2 separate regions of the Gossypium hirsutum genome follow, and region 1 is linked to region 2. Evidence: chromatin contacts called from public Hi-C data. All regions are on one chromosome and are shown on one strand. The core of a region is the stretch at or near the end of the contact, and the rest is flanking DNA. Distances in the headings are between cores, read along the strand shown.

Evidence for each region. A called contact is a pair of places that touch in the nucleus more often than the background predicts.
Region 1: a contact with region 2 is called in a Hi-C map of fibers, with 1.7 times the contacts expected there. The contact joins two enhancer-like sites. A contact is called at or near these places in 4 of 34 Hi-C or Micro-C datasets (fibers, leaf and petal).

The regions. Positions count from the first base shown.
Region 1 is chrD03:16,513,476-16,519,518 of Gossypium_hirsutum_v2.1, reverse strand. It overlaps the pseudogene LOC121215445. Among protein-coding and RNA genes, the nearest start is that of LOC121215646, 9.2 kb to the right of the region's middle. Within about 2 kb of position 2,043, at least 3 of the 9 cell types and tissues checked have an H3K27ac peak or open chromatin away from gene starts, as enhancers often do. A contact at or near this core is called in fibers, where this site is marked.
Region 2 is chrD03:16,417,315-16,423,790 of Gossypium_hirsutum_v2.1, reverse strand. No RefSeq gene overlaps it. Among protein-coding and RNA genes, the nearest start is that of LOC121215646, 87 kb to the left of the region's middle. Within about 2 kb of position 4,245, at least 8 of the 9 cell types and tissues checked have an H3K27ac peak or open chromatin away from gene starts, as enhancers often do. A contact at or near this core is called in fibers, where this site is marked.

The sequences.
Region 1 (6,043 bases), core at 794-3,293, 98 kb before region 2:
TTGTTGAATAAATTTTGAAAGTAGATTCTATTCATGAAATTATTTTGTACAAAGTTAAACTTACCTCATCATAAGAGGTAAATGGATGCAAAACTCCTTTGTAACAAAATTGGTGCACTTACAATATTCTAGAAAGAAAACGAAAAGCCTAACCTCCGGTAAAATCGAACTTAGAAGTATTTTTGTATTTATTATTATTTTGTTTTAGAATCATGTTTCTTTGAGCAGGATAACATGAGAATTACTACAACTGTCGTTTGGCCTCCATTGTCGAGCAATGTCCCTAGCAATTTTAACGGCGTCAGAAGCCGTTCCTAGGAGCCCTCTTCTTGTAAACCCAACTGTGTATAATCCCTTCTCTTTCCATCCGTTAGGAAACGGCGTTTTTGGCATGCCGTCTTTGTTGAAAAAATCACATCCCTATATTTCCAAAACGGGAAAAAGTTTACTGCCACTAATAAAATCAACTCTTTTAATCAATGTTTGGTGCCAAAAGAAATGGTGAAAAATCTGTCAAAATATGGTAACAAAAACCCATTTTCTTCTTGGTTTAGGCTAATGAATCCTAAAAAACAACACTATATTTGATGACAGTTACACATCACAGAGAATTTAATTTCCGGCAAACCCTAATAAACAAATATTTAACACATTTGAAGTTTGAATACATAAAATATGTTTTCTTTCATGGAGAAAAGAGGCTTCCTTTTTTCTTCCCTGCAGGGAGAAAAGAAGAGATTTGTTGGCTTGTGGGCTAAATAAATGTGTCCAAGGCAGAAAGTGATGTGTGATACACAATAAGATAGAACTAAAAACTAAACAAAATGCAACAACTCATTGTTATTACCTTGAGCCAAATAGGCACATTGCTTTTGTACCCAGTTGCCAAGATTATAGAATCAATCTCCTTTTCTTGTCCATCCATAAACTTAGCTCCATTTCCTGTTATCTCTTTCACACCTTCCATCACCTGAAATACCTAACAAAATCAACTAAACATATATATGTTGGAACAAGATGTGATTGATCGAACATGGGTCTATTTACCTTAATTTCCCCAGATTTTATCTGTGATAGTGCACCAACATCGAGCACCGGTGTCTTTCCAGTGACATTCTTGAGCTCAATTGGACCAGTTTTGGTCGCCGGAGACCTACTTGGTCAGTGTTGCCTAAGATGAAGTTAGCTACCAGCAACAGGAACTTATCAACTAGCCATAATGGGAACCATTTGATAAGCGCCATGGCTATTCCAAATGTCGAGAAACCAAACATCTCCCTTGGCAATACATGCACCTGCAAAACCGAAAAAAATCAAACATATAAACAATATATATACGTTTTTAACTATTATTTACATTAAAGTTAAGGAAGTCCGATATAGAATTAGATGAAGTTACCGTGTTTCTAACAACCATATGAGGGATTGCATTGTACCGGCAAAGGTCTAAGCTGACCTCCATGCCAGAGTTGCCGCATCCAATGACCAAAACCCTTTGGTTTTAAACTCAGAACCCGACTTATACGAACTGGTATGAACTACAGAACCGTTGAACTTGTTAATCCCAGGAATGTCTGGTATTACAGGCTCAGCATTTTCACCAGTAGCTGTAATAAGCCACCTTGAAATGTATTCAGAGTCTTGAGTTTTAACCCTCCAGAACCCCAAAATGTGATCGTAATCTGCGCTTTGTACCGCTTGGTTGAACCTAGGTTGGATTGAGAAGTGTCCAGCGTAGGATTCCAAGTAAGAGATGAACTGGTGCTTGGTTGGGTACTTGGGGAAATTGTGAGGGAAACCAAGGAGTGGCAATTCACAAAACTGTTTGGGGAGATGGAGTTTGAGACGATCATAGGTTCGAAGTTGCCATAGAGAAGCTAAGCAGTCGCTTTTCTCAAGAATAAGAGAAGGGACGCCCTGCTGAGTAAGGCAAGCTGATGTTGCTAGACCCGATGGCCCTGCACCTACAATGATAGGCCCATCAACCCAAACACAGTTTGCATCATTCTGATGGAGTTTAGAAGAACCCATGTTTGGACAATCCCGAGAAAAACAAGGATATGGGGAAAAAGAAGAGAGGACCCGAAAAGAAAACAAGGAAAAGGATAGTGGAGGAGGGCTTGAAAAGAAACAAAGAAACCCCTGCTCTCTCTACTCTCTAAAGCTCTGTTTTCTCACTTTCTTTTTGCTTGCTGAGAAAAATCTTTTGAGGATGAGTTGGGAGTTATAAAGAGAGATGAAAAGCACCCAAGAGAGAGAAGAGTAGGAGTCAATGGGAAGAATAAAAACCAGAGTGGGGGAGGGTGGGCCTTTAATGCACAAAAAAAAAAAGATTTTCTTTTTATATATGGAAAGAGTAAATATGGAAGTTAAAAAAGGGATTTGGCAGGAAGAAAGGAGGTGGTAACGGAGGCGTAGAGGTTTAGGAAAAGGATTTTGTTCTGTTTATCAACTCAAGGTCGTTTCTTCTCAGCTTCTCTCTCTTTGGCTTTCGGTTTGCAAAGAGCAGATATAAAATACATTTTAAGTATGACGTTTTCTTTTATTAGATTTAAAAAATTCATGTTTGTTTCAAATTAAGTAACAATAACTTTCTCCCTTCCGCAGTGGTTTCAAATATGCATGAGGCGAGCAGCTTAAGTTATCCGCCTCGCTTCTGACCAGAGGAAGGGGAAAGATGGTATCAAACAAGATATTACCGTCATCTATATTTTTTTAATAATTTAATGATACATTAGTATTTTTTTAAATTAAAATTTCGAAATTTAAGATAAAATTATTGATATAGCATTAACCAATTTGACAGCGATAATATATTGTTTCATACAATTATTTTTCTAGGTATAATAAAAGGCAATTACTTTTTTGAATTAATTGGTGGGAGGGTGATTGCATATTATGCGTTAAAAACTATTAATGTAATTTTATTCCAGACTTAGTTTTTTCAACCAAGAAAATATGATTTCTTTTTTGTTTAATTCATAATTTGGTATTTAAATTTAATATTTGTTAATATGGTATTTTTTTTAATATGGTATCTGTATTTCATAAAAGTTAGATATTTTGGTACTCAAAGATAACGGTGTTAATTTTCTAGTATTTAATTCAAGTTTTTGAGTTGATTTCATGAAAGTTAATTGCTAATATTATTAGGTTTGAATTTGTCATGATTATACTAATAGAAAAAAATTAGTGTGAAGTGTAAATTTGTTTAATTTTGTTTTTTAATTGTCAAATACAATCTAATGAATTTGATTTAATTTGAGTTTTAGGGTTTATTTGATGAAAATTAATTGCTAATATTATTAGTTTAATTATGAATTTTCATTAAATCAATATTAAAACTCAAACTAAACACTAAAAAACTTAACACAATTACTTTTATGTACTAAAATGTATAACTTTTGTCAAATATAGATATCATATTGAACAAAAAATAATATTGGTACCACATTAGAAAAATCAAATTATATTTTAAGCATTCCTTTTAATATTGTTGCGAAAGTAATTTTTCTCATTTAGCTGAAAAGTTAAAATTTATCTTTGAGACAAAATTAATTAATTAATTATTTTTATTATGCAATACTTGTTTGTCACAAAATAATAAAAAATTTTAATTTATTTTAAATGCTATTTAATTAAAACTTTTAAATTATATTCTAATTCAATACATATGAAATATTTAAATTTTATTTTCAATTTAGTACTATATTAATAAGATAAATAAATAAATTATTTTTATTTAAAATAAATATATTAAATTACTTGTTTGTTAATAATAAGGTAACTTTTGTAAATAATAAATATCATTGAAAAATATTAAAAAATAATTAAATTTGTATTTTATTTGATGGTAAACTTACTCATGGGTTGGGTCACCTGCCTAAACCCGAAGGTCTACTTGAAAAATGGGAGGGTTTGAACAAAATACGAGGTCCGAAAAATGGGCTTGTGGGTAAAATTTAAGGCCTGTTTTTCTATATGGGTCGAACCTTGGGCAAGATTTTTCTGCCTTAGCCTAGCCTGAATATTATCTTATAAACCAATATTATATTAATTATATATGTTCAATAATAATTATACATTTTTATTTTTATTTTTATTTATATTAAATCACTAATTCAATAACAATTAAACTCATTGCCCAAGACCTAAAAAAAACTTACCGAACTAAATAACCCATCTGGAAATATAAAATTTTAAAAATCATATTTAATACAATAAAATATGTATTATATTTATTTGTGTTTTTTAATATAAATACTTTTTAGGGTAAACTATCAAAATAGTCACTTTTGCTTGCCTCGGGTTACATTTTAGTCACTTAGTTTTGAAATGTTACGTTTTAGTCATTTATGTTATCATGTTGTAACATTTTATTCACTGAGTCGTTAATTGTCGTTTACGGCGTAACGGTAAGTTGACGTGACACATTAAATTATCATTTCAAATGAAAATTTTAAGTTAAATTATACAATTGCTCCCTATATTTTTTCCGTTCAGTTCAGGATTCGAATCCGGTAACAGTTCCAGTCCCATGAGCCTTGCAATTATGCTTGGTGACCGTCATTGTTTATCATTATTGTCCACCTCATCTTCGCATTGGTTCGCAGATAATATGGAGGCATTCATACGAATCTCTCGAGGCTTAAGGCTTCCTTTAGCATCAACGATGGCTCTATTGTCCAAAGAGAGCCTTGGAGCTTCCTTGAAGAATTTCCATGACGACCTCGCGTTGCCTTCTTTGTACTCAAAAACAGAAGGGGGAGAGGCGACTTGCTCTGATTACCAATAGGCGTGGAAAGTTATGATGTCTAAGATCGAAGCTCCAATGTAATCATAGATTGCTTCGAACATTTCGGTGGCACTACTACTCGACCTTGTGGCTGTTTCTCTCGATATTGTTGGTGTCTTAATTGTCTTCACTTGCTCCGTTTTCTTTTCACTCGCCTAAAACAAATTAAAAAAAAGTCGATAAAACAATACAAACCAACGTAAAAAAAATGAAAGACGGAGATCATAAAATAAAACCAACCAGCGTTTCCTCGGGAGGGAGGCACTTAGCGGAGTAAAGGCATTTGCCAAAAAGAAGCTGGTGATGATCAAAGATCTGAAGGAAACCATCCATGCATCTCATTTGTTTCCCTATTTGCTTCTCAAGATTTTTCTCTGGCACTACACTCATCATCATCTTTCCTTTATTTTTTTTAAGAAAAAAACTATTCACCCTCATATTTATCTCTATAATCTTTTTCTTACTAATAATTTAATCTTTCTGTTTAGACTTCGTGACAAAAAGAGTGGAAAATAAGAAAAAAAAAGTAAAGTTAAAAGAATGTAAAAGAAAAAAAAATTAATTGTTCAAAACGAAAACATATAGGGACCAATTGTATAATTTAACCAAAAAATTTTGTTTGAAATGATGATTTAATGTGCCACATCAGCTTACGGTCACACCGTTAACGATAATTAATGACTCAGTGACTAAAATGTTACAACACGATAACATAAGTGACTAAAATGTAACATTTCAAACATAAGTGACTAAAATGTAACCTGAGGCAAACAACAATGACTATTTTGGTAGTTTACCCTACTTTTTAATGTATTTGTAATGTGTTAGAAAACTTTTATTTTAGCATTTTTAGTGCATTTTGTATTATATTTTAAAAAAATTAATTTTAAATAAAAAGTAAACTTAAAAAGTAAAAAATGGTCGGCCCTGGGTTTACTTTTCTTAAATCAGGTTGGGCTTGGGCAAAAAAGTAAGCCTAGTTTTCTGGTCAGGCCCGGGCTAGAAAAGTGTTCTAAATACCTTGCATAAGCTTGACCCATGAGCACCTCTATTTAGTGGGGGCAATTTTGAAATTTACCATCACATTCGTTGTAAAGTGCTTAGTGAACCAAACACATTGATATAACTTTCTCAAGATTCTAGTTCATATTCCAATTTACCAAACGTTGTAATGTTACTTTCATGGAAATCACAAATATTAGGAATTACATTCTATTGAAATCTTACCATGACTATGTATTACATGCC
Region 2 (6,476 bases), core at 2,996-5,495:
TTTATTTTCCCTCATCTTCCCTGTTTTTTGTTTCTTTTCTTAATTATTTTTCCTTTTTTTGTGTCTGCTTCTACATTTCTTAATAGATCCATTTTGAATTGGAACATCTATTGATTTGTGGATTTCCTCTTAAAATTTAAGATCCACCGTTAAAGCACCTTAAGCTTTTGAAGAAGATGACATTGATAAAAAATCCTTTAATTGACTCTCAAATCATGTAAAATTGTTACTAATCATCATAAAAATAAGTTTAGAAATAATAATTACATTTGATTCGCTCTAAATCCTTTGATTAAAAATATTGATTCAAGAATATTGAGAAATTTTGGAATATTTTTGGCTACTTTTGAGAATAATTTCGGGTGAATTGAGAGAGTATTTTGAGAAGAAAAAAAGTTGGATCTATTATCTAATGATAGATCTTTAAAACCATGCAAAGAGAACGAAATTTATAACTCTCTAATAGGATGTAAATGGTGTGAAGTAGTCTAGGTGCATTGTTTTTAAAGCTGAAAAAACTCATCAAAATTTAAAAATTGGGAAATTTGCTTAATGGCCACTCCCACATTTCTCTTGTTTTACCATTTAATCATTTCCCTCCAAAATTTCAAATTTTAAGGTTTATTTGCCAAATAAATACTTTAAATTTTCCCTTATTTTACAATTAAACCCAGTTTAGTTAATAATTAAATTTAGCTAAAATTAACCCCTAATAAAAATTATTTTAAAATTTTTTCGACCCAAATTAATTATTTTCACTAGTAAATATTTAATTACTTTAAAATTAATTTTCTAAAAATATTTTTATTTTTCTAGATTATTGTTTAATCGATTTTAGATAAAATTAACCTCCTAAATTAAATTAAAAATTACTAGAAACTCCATAAATTTCTAGTTTCACACTCAAAACCCAAAAAATATACCTGAAACTACTAGACCCGATTTAGGGATATTACAGTCGGCACCATCGTAGATGCAATAGGGACTCTCAGGTGGGGAGCGGTTGTTGTGGTGTAATAAAGGTGATACTCTTTTTGGGGTGACAATGGTTGTCGTTATTACACAACCCATTAATAACTAGAATTGCTATCGCGCCGACCCGAGTTGGACCTCTACTGTGTCGGAACATCCACTCTATTCCTAAGATCCCTCGATGTCAGCCTTCGGGCAAGAATGAAAGGCTTAAGATACCGGCTGCTTGGAAAAAAAATTTTATGTTGATTATATCGGAAGTTCCCAAAGTTTTTCCGCATGATTATGACATCAATCTTATGTATGTTATATATATGGCATTACTTGTGAGTATCCAAAAATTTTGAACTCCTGACCACGTAATGACCGTCACCGGGCCCCCGGTTATACGCGAACTTGTGACCGCATTACAGATGCCGATTGGGACATCCACCTGGACTTCGACCCCTGATCGTATCAAGCATTGTCGCCCCGAAAACCTAATTTCCCTAGGATGGGTTTCTCAGGTGATGGTCTTATCCCGCCGTGAAATATGAAATGTATGTGTGCTAAGGCGTGTTATCACATTCTCAACCCCTCAAAACTACCTAACAACTTTTTCCATTTTAGTCGAAAACCCTGAACACTTTTAAAATATCCTAAACCCTAAAAACCCATAAACCCTAATCTTAAAAAAATAAAATAAAAAACCCCTAACCCTGGGAAGAAATAGAACCCTGGAAAGAAACAGAAAGCACATCCAACTAGGCGCGCTTTACTGCCATCTATACAGGAAGCACGCCCAGCTGAACGCGTTTTCCATTTCTCTCTCCTAGAACGAATCTATTCTCCTAATAAAGGTTAAAAACGATTTAAAGGCCTAATTTTTTTTAAAAAAATAGCCTATAGCCTTTATTTAGCCATTAACTTTTTATAAAAAAAATACCATAATTACTTGGATTTTTAAAATATAGGAATCAATTCTAATGTTTTTATAATTAAAGTATAAATTCAAGGCACTAACAAATTGAATTTTTTTTTGTTAATATAGGAATTTTGATTTGTTGATTATAATGTGCAAAATCAAAATAAAGTATACAATCTGATCTAGAATCCGCAAATTACAAAAAAAAAAATTTAATTTAAATTGTCAAGCTAGACATTGATGATGTTAAACGGAAGAAAAAAAATTTTATTATATTTTTTTGAAATACTCTGTTAAAATTATTTGTATACAATTTAATATTTTTAGTTTAAACATTATACTATATTTTAAATTTATTTTTTTAAATTGTTTATATTTTAACAATTCAACTCTTGAATTTATCAAGATACTTGTATTTGTCATGCACATAAAATTTTGAGTTAATCCAATATATCTATCATATCAATGAAAAATATTGTCTATGTTAATATATATTTAATGATCGAAATTTTTTTTTACATAAAACAAATAGTTAGAAAATTTTAATTTAAGCTCAATTTGACATGCATAATTTACTTAAATTATTAAAATATTAATCATTATAAAAAATTACAGAATGATGTAAATTCATTTTAATTTTACACTCAATGTCTCTTTATATATATACTTATGCAATTATGTTTAAAGATAATTTATAAAATGTAGAACTGATGGAACAGGAAAAAGTTTTAGAATTATATTGGAGAGATGAAATGTTAGCAGCAACACACACCAAAATAAATCTCAAATCTAAACCATACATTCTGTAGAAAGATTTGAGAATATAGTTATAATTTTGGTCTCTTGAACGCCAGTTTCTCAATCACATCTCACTTTCTACTTTCTAGTTTAAGCCAAACCATCTTATTTGTCTTCCCTCAAAGCATTTAGCAGGAAACACTCATTTTTCCTTGTTAAGAATATGAATTAGAAAGGTGCTAGCTAAGTTTTGTTATTGAGCTAGCTAAGTTTTGTTATTAAGTTAAGTTTGTTAGTTTGTTATTTCAGCAGTTGAGTTGTTAGCAATGACAATTACTAATGTACTCTATAAATATCATAGTGTAAAACAAAGAACAGAGAATAAAAAGAATTCATTCATACTAGATATATTTTCCAGTTTTCAATATTTGAGATAGTGTTATTTCTTTACACAATATATTTCTCACCGAAGGTGTTAACATTGTATCAGTCGCCTAAGGTGATGGAGATTTGTGTACATGACCACCACGACTTCTGCAGATTCTGCCTCCGTCGAACATGGAGGTTCGGTGTTCACTGAGGCTAGGCTTGTTCACTCGTTCCCGCATCATGAGATTGTCAAATTGGATGAACGCACATTTGTTCAGTGGAAGCAACATGTTAGATTGATAGTTGAAAGATACGAGCTAACTGGTTTTTTGGATGGGATGGTATCTGCAACACCGCGATTTGTGCCAACTTTCGAAGGCTCGCTTGTTCCGAATCCGGATGCCTCGGCGTTTATTTAGCAAGATCGGTTACTCATTTCTTGGCTACTGTCCACGATTAGTTCCTCACTTCTCTCATCCTTTACAGAGGCACGAATGGCGTGTGATGTGTGGAACAATGCCACTCATCTCTTCACAGCCGTTATAGGTACAAAAATCTCTCGACTTTGCCATGATATATATTCAATAAAAAAGGCAGTTTATCAGTGATGGAGTATATAGCGAAAATTCAAAACATAAGTGTGTTGATCGAAGCTTCCGGATCTCAGATCTCGGAGGCAAAGAAAGTAGAAATTGCGCTTGTAGGTTTACCTCAAGAGTTTGATTCGGTCATCACCCTCACGTCGTTTTTGTCGGAGCCTCTACCGCTTCAGCGTTTAGTCAATGTGCTGCTTGAATATGAGAGTCAGTCCGCGTGTGTGGTACAGGATGTACCTCTTTGTGCGAACCTTTTGGAAGCTACTCCGTCACAGGTGGGCTCTGTTCGTGGCGGTCGGTTCTCGTCTGGAGATCGCGGTCGAGGGTTTCGCACTCGTCTTTAATGCCAGATTTGTAGGCACTTTGATAATTTTGCCCAGCGATACTACTTCCATTTTAATCGTGAGTTTGTTGGCTCTTCATCTGGTGACCGAATGTCCAATCTGGTGGACAGTCATAGTCGTGGTGCGTCGGGTCCGTCGCCGCTCTCTGGATCTGTCTTGGTGGAATCAGAAGTTAATTTGTTGGGAGAACAGGTGTGGCCGTCTGTTGAGCCTCGCCAGTTTCAAAATAATAGGATTTCTAACCCATTTTACAGGATAATGCTGGTCGGGTTTACTATGGGCCTTATGAGGATCAATTTGGGCAATCGACATATAGGTGCACTAACGATAGGCCATCTAGGCCGCTTGGACACTTTGATGGACCTGTTTATCCTAGGCCGAATGGGTTTGATTTGTTTAATGGATATTCTGGCCTAAGTCAACAGTTTAAGGGAGCTTCCTCTTCTTTTGGGCTGTCAATTCCTGCTCCACCACTTGGGCCGATTTCAAACTGTGTAAAATGTGTTCCTTCTCTGGGTCATGAACAAGCTCGTGGGGTCTCAGGTGTTGCTAATGTGTTTGGGCCTTCTGTTCCCTGGCGGACCAAGCCAAGGGCTTATGTATACACTAGGTTCGACCCATGCATTGGGCTTCCTCGTCTATCAGACTTGTATGCTTCTGATGTTTCTAACTCTACTGAGTCTCAAATTAATGCCACTCAATTTGATTCAACCTATACAGACACTGAGTCTTATATTCCTATGCCTGTTGGATCGACCACTTGGTATCCAGATTTAGGTGCTAAACATCATGTCTATCGCGATACGTCTGCTTTGCATAACTCTACACTATATTCAGATACATATTCTCTTTTGATGAGTGACGGGACTCCCGCCAAGATATCGTGTATCGATAATTCGGTTGTAACTACACAGTCTAAATTGTTTCATCTGTCTAATGTTTTATGTGTACTTAATATCCGGAAGAATTTTCTGTCTGTCTCTTATTTTGCCACTGACAATAATGTGTTTTTTGAATTTCATCCGATGTATTGTGTGGTTAAGGACATCGTGACTTAGGAAATTTTACTAAAGGGCCACATTTGTGATGGGCTCTATCATTTTTCTCCGTCGGTTACGTCTGCTCAGTCTATTGAAGCTTCGCCTCCTACTTATGTTGGTTTCTAGAATAAAGGTGACAGTGGTGCTATTTTTCTCTGTGGCACAAAGAACTTGGTCATCCCTCTGCTTCTGTTGTTAAGATTGTTCTCAATAAATGTAAAATTGCCTCTGATAAATGTTGTCTTGACAATATTTGTACTGCCTGTCAAAATGAAAAATCTCATAAGTTGTTGTTTTTCAAATCTACTATTGAATATAATGATCCGTTTGCTTTGGTTGTCTCTGATCTGTGGGGGCCTACATCAATTGCATGTGGTCGTAATTGGTATTATGTGTCTTTTATTAATATGTGCACTCATTTTACGTGGCTTTATGTTATTCGTCAAAAGTCTCAGGTAGTAGATTATTTTTTTCAGTTTCAGCAGTTAGTCAAAACTCAGTTTGGGAAGATTATAAAATAATTTCAGAGTGATTAGGGTGGAGAATTTTGGGTTTTCACGTCTGTTTTAGCAAGTCAAGGGATTATTCATCGGTTATCTTGTCCACATACCTCTGAGCAGAATGGGGTGGCTAAATACAAACATTGGCATATTGTTAACATGGGTATCACATTTCTGGCTCAAGTGAATCTCTCTATGGAATATTGAGGTTATGCATTTTGCTGTGCTGTTCAACTCATCAATCGTCTTCCTACTTCGTTCTGAATGGTCAAACTCTATATAAGGCTCTTTATGGACAAGATCCCACATATGATCATTTACGTATATTCGGGTGTTGTTGTTACCCATATTTACGTCCATTTATGCGTCATAAGTTGGAGTTTCATTCTCCACCTTGTACATTCTTGGGATATAGTCTTCAACACAAAGGATATCAATGCCTTTTGCCATATGGTAAAATTATTGTTTCGCGTCATGTTGTGTTCAATGAGTAGCGGTTTTTGTATCCTTCATCAGCTACAAGGGGACTCATGTCTTCGTCAGATTCTATAACAACTTTTGTTCCATTTGTTACGAAGGTTTTTGCATCAAATTCAGATCCTGGTTTTTACTCATCACCCTCTCTCTCTGATACTCCTCTGGCTGCGGTGAGATTTGACACTGAGCAACAACGATCTGTCTCCTTACCTTTTGGTGATAGTAATCTTGGTCCTACTATACCTACCATTAGTACTCCATCTGTTTCACCTCCATCAGCCTGTCTGCCTCTAACAAATACTCATACAATGGTTACTTGGTTTAAAGCTGGCCTTTTTAAGCCCAAAGCTTTGTCTGTTGAAGTTTTTTAACCTCACACAATTGAGGAGGCCTTTTCTACCATAGAATGGCGTGCTGCTGCTCAAGTTGAATATATATGATGCTCTTATTAAAAATTTCACATAGTAGCTTATTCCGTTACCACCGAATCGCAAGGCAATTGGGTGTAAATGGCTTTTCAAAGTTAAGAAGAATCC